Regions from separate parts of the Mus musculus genome. Here regions 1 and 3 are each linked to region 2. A link is a contact called in public Hi-C and HiChIP or PLAC-seq data. All regions are on one chromosome and are shown on one strand. Each heading gives the region's core, a stretch centred on a gene start, on an enhancer-like site or on the middle of the called end of the contact. The rest is flanking DNA. Distances are from core to core; before and after follow the strand shown.

Evidence for each region. A called contact is a pair of places that touch in the nucleus more often than the background predicts. HiChIP or PLAC-seq counts read pairs in DNA pulled down with a chosen protein or histone mark.
Region 1: an H3K4me3 HiChIP or PLAC-seq map of embryonic basal ganglia shows a contact between it and region 2, with 6 times the contacts expected there. The contact joins two enhancer-like sites. A contact is called at or near these places in 1 of 15 datasets of contacts at CTCF or cohesin (embryonic stem cells), 6 of 484 Hi-C or Micro-C datasets (CD8 T cells, ECoMG myeloid progenitors, bone marrow-derived macrophages and 3 more) and 9 of 115 datasets of contacts at active chromatin or transcription factors (cardiomyocytes, embryonic basal ganglia, embryonic brain and 4 more).
Region 3: a contact with region 2 is called in a Hi-C map of cerebral cortex, with 2.6 times the contacts expected there. The contact joins two enhancer-like sites. A contact is called at or near these places in 2 of 15 datasets of contacts at CTCF or cohesin (embryonic stem cells and stem cell-derived epiblast-like cells), 13 of 484 Hi-C or Micro-C datasets (the G1E-ER4 cell line, the HL-1 cell line, bone marrow-derived macrophages and 6 more), 2 of 115 datasets of contacts at active chromatin or transcription factors (astrocytes and embryonic basal ganglia) and 1 of 9 other capture datasets (embryonic stem cells).

Annotation. Positions count from the first base shown.
Region 1 is chr12:112,169,357-112,172,214 of GRCm38.p6, forward strand. The region is part of intron 5 of Kif26a (kinesin family member 26A); the gene reads left to right. Among named protein-coding and RNA genes, the nearest start is that of Kif26a, 25 kb to the left of the region's middle. Within about 2 kb of position 1,490, at least 43 of the 459 cell types and tissues checked have an H3K27ac peak or open chromatin away from gene starts, as enhancers often do. A contact at or near this core is called in embryonic basal ganglia and embryonic forebrain, where this site is marked.
Region 2 is chr12:112,540,429-112,543,308 of GRCm38.p6, forward strand. No RefSeq gene overlaps it. Among named protein-coding and RNA genes, the nearest start is that of Gm40584, 6.2 kb to the left of the region's middle. Within about 2 kb of position 1,288, at least 36 of the 459 cell types and tissues checked have an H3K27ac peak or open chromatin away from gene starts, as enhancers often do. A contact at or near this core is called in cerebral cortex, embryonic basal ganglia and embryonic forebrain, where this site is marked.
Region 3 is chr12:112,076,531-112,079,230 of GRCm38.p6, forward strand. No RefSeq gene overlaps it. Among named protein-coding and RNA genes, the nearest start is that of Aspg, 29 kb to the right of the region's middle. Within about 2 kb of position 1,326, at least 2 of the 459 cell types and tissues checked have an H3K27ac peak or open chromatin away from gene starts, as enhancers often do. A contact at or near this core is called in cerebral cortex, where this site is marked.

The DNA of each region.
Region 1 (2,858 bases), core at 240-2,739, 370 kb before region 2:
TGGCTGGAAGCCAGGTCTTCTGGCTCCTCCCTTCCCCTGGGATGGGGCCACACCCCATGGTTTCCTCAAGGCAGTCTGCTGGAGTTAGCCTCTGATGGGGCGGAGTGTGGGAAATAGACTGGCTTGGGGTTGAGTGCAGGCATTTGGCATGGGAGTCACATCCACGTTCAGCATGGCTAGGAGTGCTGTGGCCAGACCAGGGAAGGTTGAGCTGACTCTGAAAAGCCTCTCAATTCTGGACCCACCTCCAGATGAGTGGATCTGAACCAGAAACCTGCGCCTATCCCAGGCCACTGTATTGCAGTGGTGGGTCTAGTTGGGCAGCTCAGCTGTCTGGGTCTTTCTGTGTAGGGTGAAGGCCTGTATAGTTGTTCAGCCCCCCTGGTGGGCGGGACGTGAGCAGGGCAAAGGCCGCCTGCCCTCTTTTAGGACAGAGTTCTAGGTGTCAGGTAGCTGCACCTGCCTCTGTGCCTACTCTGTTGGGAGGAGGAGTGTTCCTGACCCCCACTACCTGTGCCTGCCAGTCCTTGGCTGTCCCCACCTTTCACACTGGTAGTGTTTACTAGATGAGGTTTCAGCGCTGTCTAGTGAGAGGGAAGGAGGGAGATGGGACCCAGGCCTAACTGACTTGAACACTCCAATCTCTTCTCTACCTGCCACAGCTCTGGGACAGACAGGTGGTTCCCATGGATCAGGCTGTCATATTTGGGCTGTGTGGGCATAGAGCCAGGCTGAGACCCCCGAAAAGGCCAGGCCCAGGACCAGCCTGCTCAGTTAGCCTGTCTGCCCACCTGACATCTCTTCCTCAGGGGCTGTGGTGGGAGCAGGGAGTGTCTGCCTTAGGGCTGGTGGCATAAGGAATTCCATTTAAGCTCCAAGTAGGCGGGTGGTGCGCGCCTTTAATCCCAGCACTTGGGAGGCAGTGGCAGGGGGATTTCTGAGTTCGAGGCCAGCCTGGTCTACAAAGTGAGTTCCAGGGCAGCCAGGGCTACACAGAGAAACCCTGTCTCGAAAAAACAAACAAACAAACAAACAAACAGCTCCAAGTGACAGCTCTTCTTTACTGTCACTGTATTTGGGGGCCTACCAGGTCTCTGCCGCTTAAGGGAAGCCCTCAACCTTCTTGCTGCTGACTCTGGACCATTAGGGGCTTCCCCCAGAGACCAGGTGTCCAGGCCAGCAGCCTGTTAACCAGCCCCTGTCCCCCATACCTCTGTACTCCTCCTGGGCCCTAGGTGCTAATAGCACTAATGTCACATCACCAGAAGCGCCTCCTGAAAGGCATTTAATATTGCCACAGAAAAGAAGTTAGATTACATTCAGTGTCTGACATTAATGTGCTACTTAAGGTAATTCATCATACTGTGGTATTAAAAAAGACATCTCTGGTGTTGGGTGCTGAGTGGCGCCCCTCCCCCCTCCCCAGATCGGTCCACCTCTGGGGAGCTAGAAGCCCTGCTTTTATGTAAAAAAACGTGCTTCCCTTCCCCCCAGCGCCAGCGAGCAGCGGCTTTGTGATATCTGCACATTTGGGGGTTGAGGATGCTCTTGTCTCCTGAGAGACCCTGTCATTTCCCTGAGGTAATGACAGGTTCTTTCCAGCAGACAATGGATGGGGGCAGTGGGGGGCAGGCTGGACGAGATGCCCTGCTCGTTCCCCTCCCTGCCTGGAGACTCGGGATCAGTGTCTGCTCAAGAGGCATCGAGAGAGACGTCAGAGCCAAATCTCGTAGCTTCTCCAGGCCTCTCCTCCCCGCTAGGCAGCCTCTCACATCTCCAGAACCCATTTGGCTCCTGAAGTGGTGAAGAGTTCACACTGGAAAAAAAATTGCCAAAAATTACCTGGAAGTGCACATTTTCGTCTGCATTGCGCAGTGGTTGGAAATGAAACCGTTTTGTTCATGTCTCCGGGGAGTAAAAGAATCGATTCTTGCCTGATGGAGCCCAGGTTCTGAGTAGCACAATAGCCATGGATTTCTTTCCTCCTCTCTCTCTCTCCCCCAGAGGGTGGGACACTGCACTCCATGGGAGGCTCTGCATATCAATGTGCCCCTTGTCTGGTGGGAGCAAGCCTGTGGTGCCCGGGCTGGCTGCCCCCCTAAACCAATTTTGCAGCGTTATGTATCTGTCACTTACAATTAAATCCTTGAAAAATATTGGTTCTGAAATGAGTCTTGGTAATTTGATTTACACCAATGTGGAGAAGTCAGAGATTTCACTGGAGAGTGAAAGGTGTGGCCTCCAGGCAAAGGGGAGCCCTAACTCAGGGTGGCCTTGAGGAAATAGTGCCTGCCAACCTCACACCTGCCCCAGCCTCCCTCCCCTGCACCTGTGGGGAATATCCATTCCCCACACAGGTTTTGGGGTGCTGAAATGCAGTTTTCTTTGGCATCTTCATATCCTCCATTTTCATTGAGAGTTCAGGGCCTGGCATGGGCACAGGGCACACTGGAGTCTCCTTTGTGTTCCTGCCATGGCCCAGGCTGACTAGTCAATAGCAGAGTTCCTGGAGCTCAAGTCCACCAGGCTGACTAGTCAATAGCAGAGCTCTGGGAACTCTGGGCCACCTTTGTCCTCTCCTCTCCCACACCCCTCCCACCCTCAGCTTCCCCAAACTGGGACTTGTTAGACAAGATTTCAGAATTCCCTCTTCTCAGATTGGGTCCTCATTCTGGTTGGAATTTCCTCCGCTTTTTGCCTATTGTAGTTTTTCTCTTCCATGATGATGGCTTCCTGAGTTGGTTCAAGGCAGAGGCAGCAAGCATGGAGTTTCTCCCCAGAACCTGGCCCTCCCAGGCCTTTCGCCCCTCTGTGGCTTTGTTCATTTGTACATCCCACGGGTGTGCTTGTTGTCCTCT
Region 2 (2,880 bases), core at 38-2,537:
GACATGGCACCAAGTGCCATTTGGAGAAAGTGTTTCGCCGGAGTTGTCTATAAGCCTTCTGGAAGATTCCAGTCAGATCAGGAAATTTCAGTGCCTTCAGACTGATGCCAGCAGCTCTGCACGGAGCCTGAGAGACGGGATTCATCTATTTGTGAACGCTGCAATCTGCGTGTTCTCCTGTGGCACTAGGTCTGAGTCTACTGAAAAAGCAAGGGCCCTGGGAGCACCAGTTGGAACCCACTTCCGAGGATCGCGGTTCTGCATGTTCAGACACCGTTGCCCCACTTTAACCTGTTTTTATTTTCCTCTTTATGTATGTGTAGCGTGAGCTATGATAAAAACCTATGATTAAATAAGTCCAAAGCAGTTCTTTGCTGAATATAAAGTGGGGCTTCTGTATGATCAAGAGTCACGTCAGGGTTTTATAGGCGGTGTTTTTTCTTTCTTAGAGGTGCATAAAACAACAGGCCACCTTCCAATCAACAGCATTGAACAAAGTGGCTAAAGAGTAATAGCAATGGGCCCATCAGAGAGGAGTGAGAGATGCCCAGAGCTGGGGGGAGTGGCCACAGAGAGTATCTCAGTGGACACAGTGGACACAGTGGACACAGGAAGGGATCTGTAAACCTCAATGCCTATTCAGAACTTCTCAAACTCCCGGAAGGCTGCTGCAATGAAAGGCTTCTCTTTCCCCTGGTGGGACCCATCTTCCAAACCCTCCGGAAATGTCAGACACGAGAGACCTCCCAGCTCCAATCTCTGCATGACCAGAAGTCACACAAAGGCATCCCTTATCGCCTCACTGCCCGAAAGTCCCGAGCAACACTGCAAGTCACAGAAAAGTAACAAGAGGTTTAAGATCAGGAAAGGAAGAGATAAAGCTGCCAGGACTTGTGGATAACAAGGCACCTGGGTAGGAAATGTAACCGGATCAGCAGACTGCTGGAACGGGCTACAGCTACAAGATAAAGCCACAAAGATCAATAATATTCCTGCACACCGCAGGACCCAGCCAGCAAATAAGGCCTGTTCACGACAACAGCTGAAGCAATTAAGTAGCTGAGAATTAAGCTACCAGAGAATGGCTAGGCCCTGTGAAAGGACTCAGCTGAGCAACTAAAAGGAGAAGGTGCAGTGGTCAGACATGGGGGTGGGGGAGTGGGGGGGGGCTCTGGATAGCACCGCCAACAATTGTCCCCAAATTAGTCTCTCTGTTAATGTCATTCAAATCACAGTTCCTGAAGGCTCTTTTCGGAAACTCGACAACCCTATTCTCAGCCTGCAAGGAAGAATAAAAAGCCCTTGAATGGGGAAGCTGATTGGAAAGAAGGCAGGGGAAGGGCACGCTCTGCCAGGATGGAGACAGGCTGCATAGCCATGGCAACTAAAAATAAAATGACAGAAAGCAGGCAAGGTGCCACCAAGGAGCACACTGACTCTGAACAGGCACATGAGAGCTCATGTAGGTCAGAGGGGACCCTGCACATCAGGGGGGACACAGTCGCCGGGTAAGCAGCTTGTGATGTGGAACAAAATGAAGTTGGATCCCCATGCTATACCATGTTACAAGTTGGCTACGGCTGGATTACAGCTGAGTGAGCTTTAACAAAATGTGAGAGGGCTGGGGTGGGGAACGTGGGGCAGACATGTTCTATTCATGTGATGACAGAGATCGGGGCCTAGCGACCCCCAGTCACCACTCCGCCACAGCAATAGTCAAAGTGAGCAGAACAAAGACACTGCTGGCCCTGGGACTGGGACAGCCAGGAATACAGCCTGAAGATGCTCTGACCCCAGAGACCGGCACCCAGCCTGCTGGAGAACAAGCTGCCAGGAGTCCAGGCATTGGCACCACGTCTGATCCCTTCTCCCAGATTCCCACCATCCCCTGCCAACTAAACCTTGCTACATGTACATGATGGACAGAAGCAGGAGCTAATTGTTAGAAATACTGGTTTTGTAGCCTGAGACGAGGGCCTTCACCAGGAGGTCTTGGCAGGTACCTGAAGGTCAGCTGGAGCCATTAGGGCACTTGGGTGTGGAAAACAGACAGGTTCTGACTAAAGCAGGCGCTGGTTGGGGCCAGAGGCTGCAAAGTCGTGAGAAGGCCAGCAGACTTGTTTTAGCCCAAGCGTTCCCTGGAGACCCCCTCTTCCCCCAAGGCCACCATAACCACCAGCTTCAAACAGGTTCTTTGAGGGGGAGGAGAAGCAATCTCGTTCATATAAATGTTTAACTAGGAATTAATATTTATGAGGCTCTTGAATGACGGGCTGTGGGTTTAATAAATATTAACACAGACTGGGTTTCCCTTCCCTTCCCCCTCACTTAGTGTTGATGCCTCGGTTTGTGTACCATGCATTATTCAGCCGTCCCTGAGATGGGTCCCACTCCTTGCTCCCTGGCTCCTGAGGGGAGGCCTACAGGCTTCGGGGAGAGAAGTCACCAGACTGGGGAAGTCTTCGTGTCGCCCTGTCCCCATTCGGCTCACCCTTGCCCTTTGGCCCTTATTCTAGCATAACACAGCCATTTCCACGACCGGAGGTGTCGCAGGGTCCAGCCAGTCTCAGTCACCCATTCTCCACGCCCTCAGTCCCAGGAAGACTTCCCGGGTCTGCTGGGCCTTCTGGAGCCACAGCCTGGCTTCAGAAACGGAATCCCTGAATCACTGAAAGGGCCGAGCCAGCCATGAGCACTGGTGGAGCTCGAGCGCCCCCTTGTGGCTAGTGTGCTCCCAGGTAGAAAGATGTCGGTTAGGAGACCAGGCCCGGGTTTGCAAATCTCTGCATTAGGTTCACAAATATTCACTACCCTGGCCTGGTTTCCCTCCTGGTCTGGGTTACATGAATTGGTCAGCTGAGTTGGGAACAGAGCCCAACA
Region 3 (2,700 bases), core at 76-2,575, 460 kb before region 2:
TCCAGCAAACTCATAATAACACACAACTATCTATAACCCCAGATCCAGAGAATCTGATGCCCTCTTCTGGCCTCTGTGAGCACCAGGCATGCAAGCACATATTCCAGCATGTGGAAGACTGAGGGAGGGGGAGTTCAAGACGAGGCCTCCCAGTTCTACAGTGAGACCTTTACAGGCATGGTGGCTCACTCCTGGAACCCTAGCACCTGAGAGGCTGAGGCAGGAGGATTGCAAGGTTAACCTGTAGTACAGAGAGAAATCTCTGACAATAAACAAACAAACAAACAACAAAACAAAAAAAACCCATAAAACCAAACAACTACATTGAGAGATTCCATCTCTATTTAGATTAGCTGGGGTTTTTTTGTTGTTGTTGTTTTGTTTGTTTGTGTTTTTAAACCATTATGGAGGGAAAGGAACCCTTGTATAGTTAGGAATGTAAAGTAGGAAGGCCACCATGAGAAGAGGCAAACATTCCTCAAGGTGCTAAAGGTTGAATTGTTGGATGACCAGCTCTGCCTCTTGGGTACAGCCCTGAGGAATCCCACATCCCACACCACAGAGACTGAGCTGTTCGTCCTTGTTTATTGAGACACTACTCATAATAGTCAAGGAATGGACCTGGGACCTACCTGTGAATAGTGAGAAAACATGATGTGTGTGCACAGTGGACAGAGTTCTAGTCATAAGACTAAAATCATGTCTCTGCAGGAAGTCATCGGAACTGAATCGTTATATTAAGCAAAACAAGCCAGACACAGAAAGACAAATATTACACATCTTCATTTGAAGCAAAGACCTGAAAGTGGAAAATAGGCATGCAGTGGGCAGAAGTTGGGAAGGCTGGAGAGCGAGAGGATCGGGGAGGCTGGGCTTGATACAAACATGGCAGAGAAATGCCATCGATGTATTAAGCCAATCAGAACAAAAATAAACACTAAGATTATTTTTTTTCCTTAAAGAGTCAAGTCTTTGGATTTTGTCAGAGACCAGCCACTGAGCATCAGGTCAAGGGGCGCTCCTGTGTGTGCTGGTGCTTGCCCTGAGGGAGGACATGAGGTGAAGGGGCAGAAGCCACAGAGTTGGCAGAAGGAGCTTTTGAGAGAAGGTGAGACCTGCTTTTGTGTTTGGGCACCTGCTGAATCAGAAATGCCACGCCTGGGGGACTGTAACGCGGGAGCCCAGGCAGGTGCCTGGGCCCCACTTGCTGTGTCACTCAGACGCACACCCATCTCCCAGGACCCATTACTCTTGTCTGCCTTAGTCCTCTGTCCAGCAGGGACCCTGGGATTGTGCTTCCCAGCGTCAGCAGCAGGTGGCAGTCCTGAGCTAGCAACGCACAGTCCTTTGCTACCCTGCTCATCCCTTTTTGGTCTTGAAGGGGAGAGACCACAGAGACAGGGCTGCCAAGGGCCCCAGGGCCAGTGCAGGCTGCCTGATGCATTTTACTGAGTGGTGTGCACACTGGCCACCAGATCAACAGCATGGGACATAGTAGGCATGAACAGCTGCTTCCTAGTCACACTTAGGAAATCGGTAATTATCTAGTAGTTCCAATAGGAACAAGCAACGACAGGGTCCCTGCTCCCATCTTTGAGTTTTTCTGCAGTTGTCTCCATCCTAAGCAACTCCACAGTTTCCCTTCCGGTCACTGGGAGGACCAGATGCTGTTCTGGTTATCCACACACCCTGTACCCTTGCCACCCACCCACAGCACATCAATCTTTTAGACTAAAAATGGCATCCTGACCAATGACATCGACTTGGTAAATAGCAATTTTCTTTCTGTGAAAATCGAGAGATGCAGTTTGATTGTACAGTAGTTATGACTTTAATACATAAGGTTATTATTTTGTTTCACAGGTATAATTCTGTATCTACATATTTTAAAATAATTGTCATCTTAGTAGTATATTTATATGTTATAAGGGAACCTGGAAAGTGGCCTAAGGCGAAAGCTTGGCTCTCCATCTCTGACCCAGGCTCTTCAAGGGTGGTCTCTGCTTCCATCTACACATTCCTTCAACAAGCACCTATTGGACACTTGTTGTGTTCAAGGCAGAAATGGGGACCCTGGAAATCAGGGGTGAGCATAGTGCACCTGTCTCTGTGTCCTGTGGAAGCTTACTGTGCTGTGTCGAGCCACGTGGCAGATGAATTAATTAGGCAACTGTGTATGTTTGTGTGTATGGGGGGTGGGCATCAAGCCAGACTAGGGAAAGCTGGGGAAATAGACAGCACTCTAACCCAGGCTTCTGGACACTGAGCAGCCCTGCTGGAGTGACTGCTTGGAGCTATCCAGAGGGGGAAAGTTCTGCGAGCACAGAATTCAGTCAAATGAACAAACTGCAGACAAGAGCCTGGCCCTGCGTGGAGGGAGGCACGGGAGAGCCGTTCTGAGGGGACACTGGCAGGGTCCTCATCTGGGTCAAGTGCAGATGGCTGGGGAGCAGAGGGGTATGGCCAGGCTAAGAGCAGGGATGTTCAGAAGAGCTTTTCGTTGGTAGTGGAAACTAGGAGGATTCAGCAAGAAGATGTACTACCCCAGTGACCTACTGAAGATGCAGATGCTTTGTGGGGTAGAGTGCCCCAGGGGAGACGCTGGTGGCCAGCAGAAGTGACCAGGTAAGGCAGGATGGCTGGAGTAGGCAAGCACAAGAAGTCAAAAGAGCCTTCAGTGACACTGGTGTAGTGTCCTAA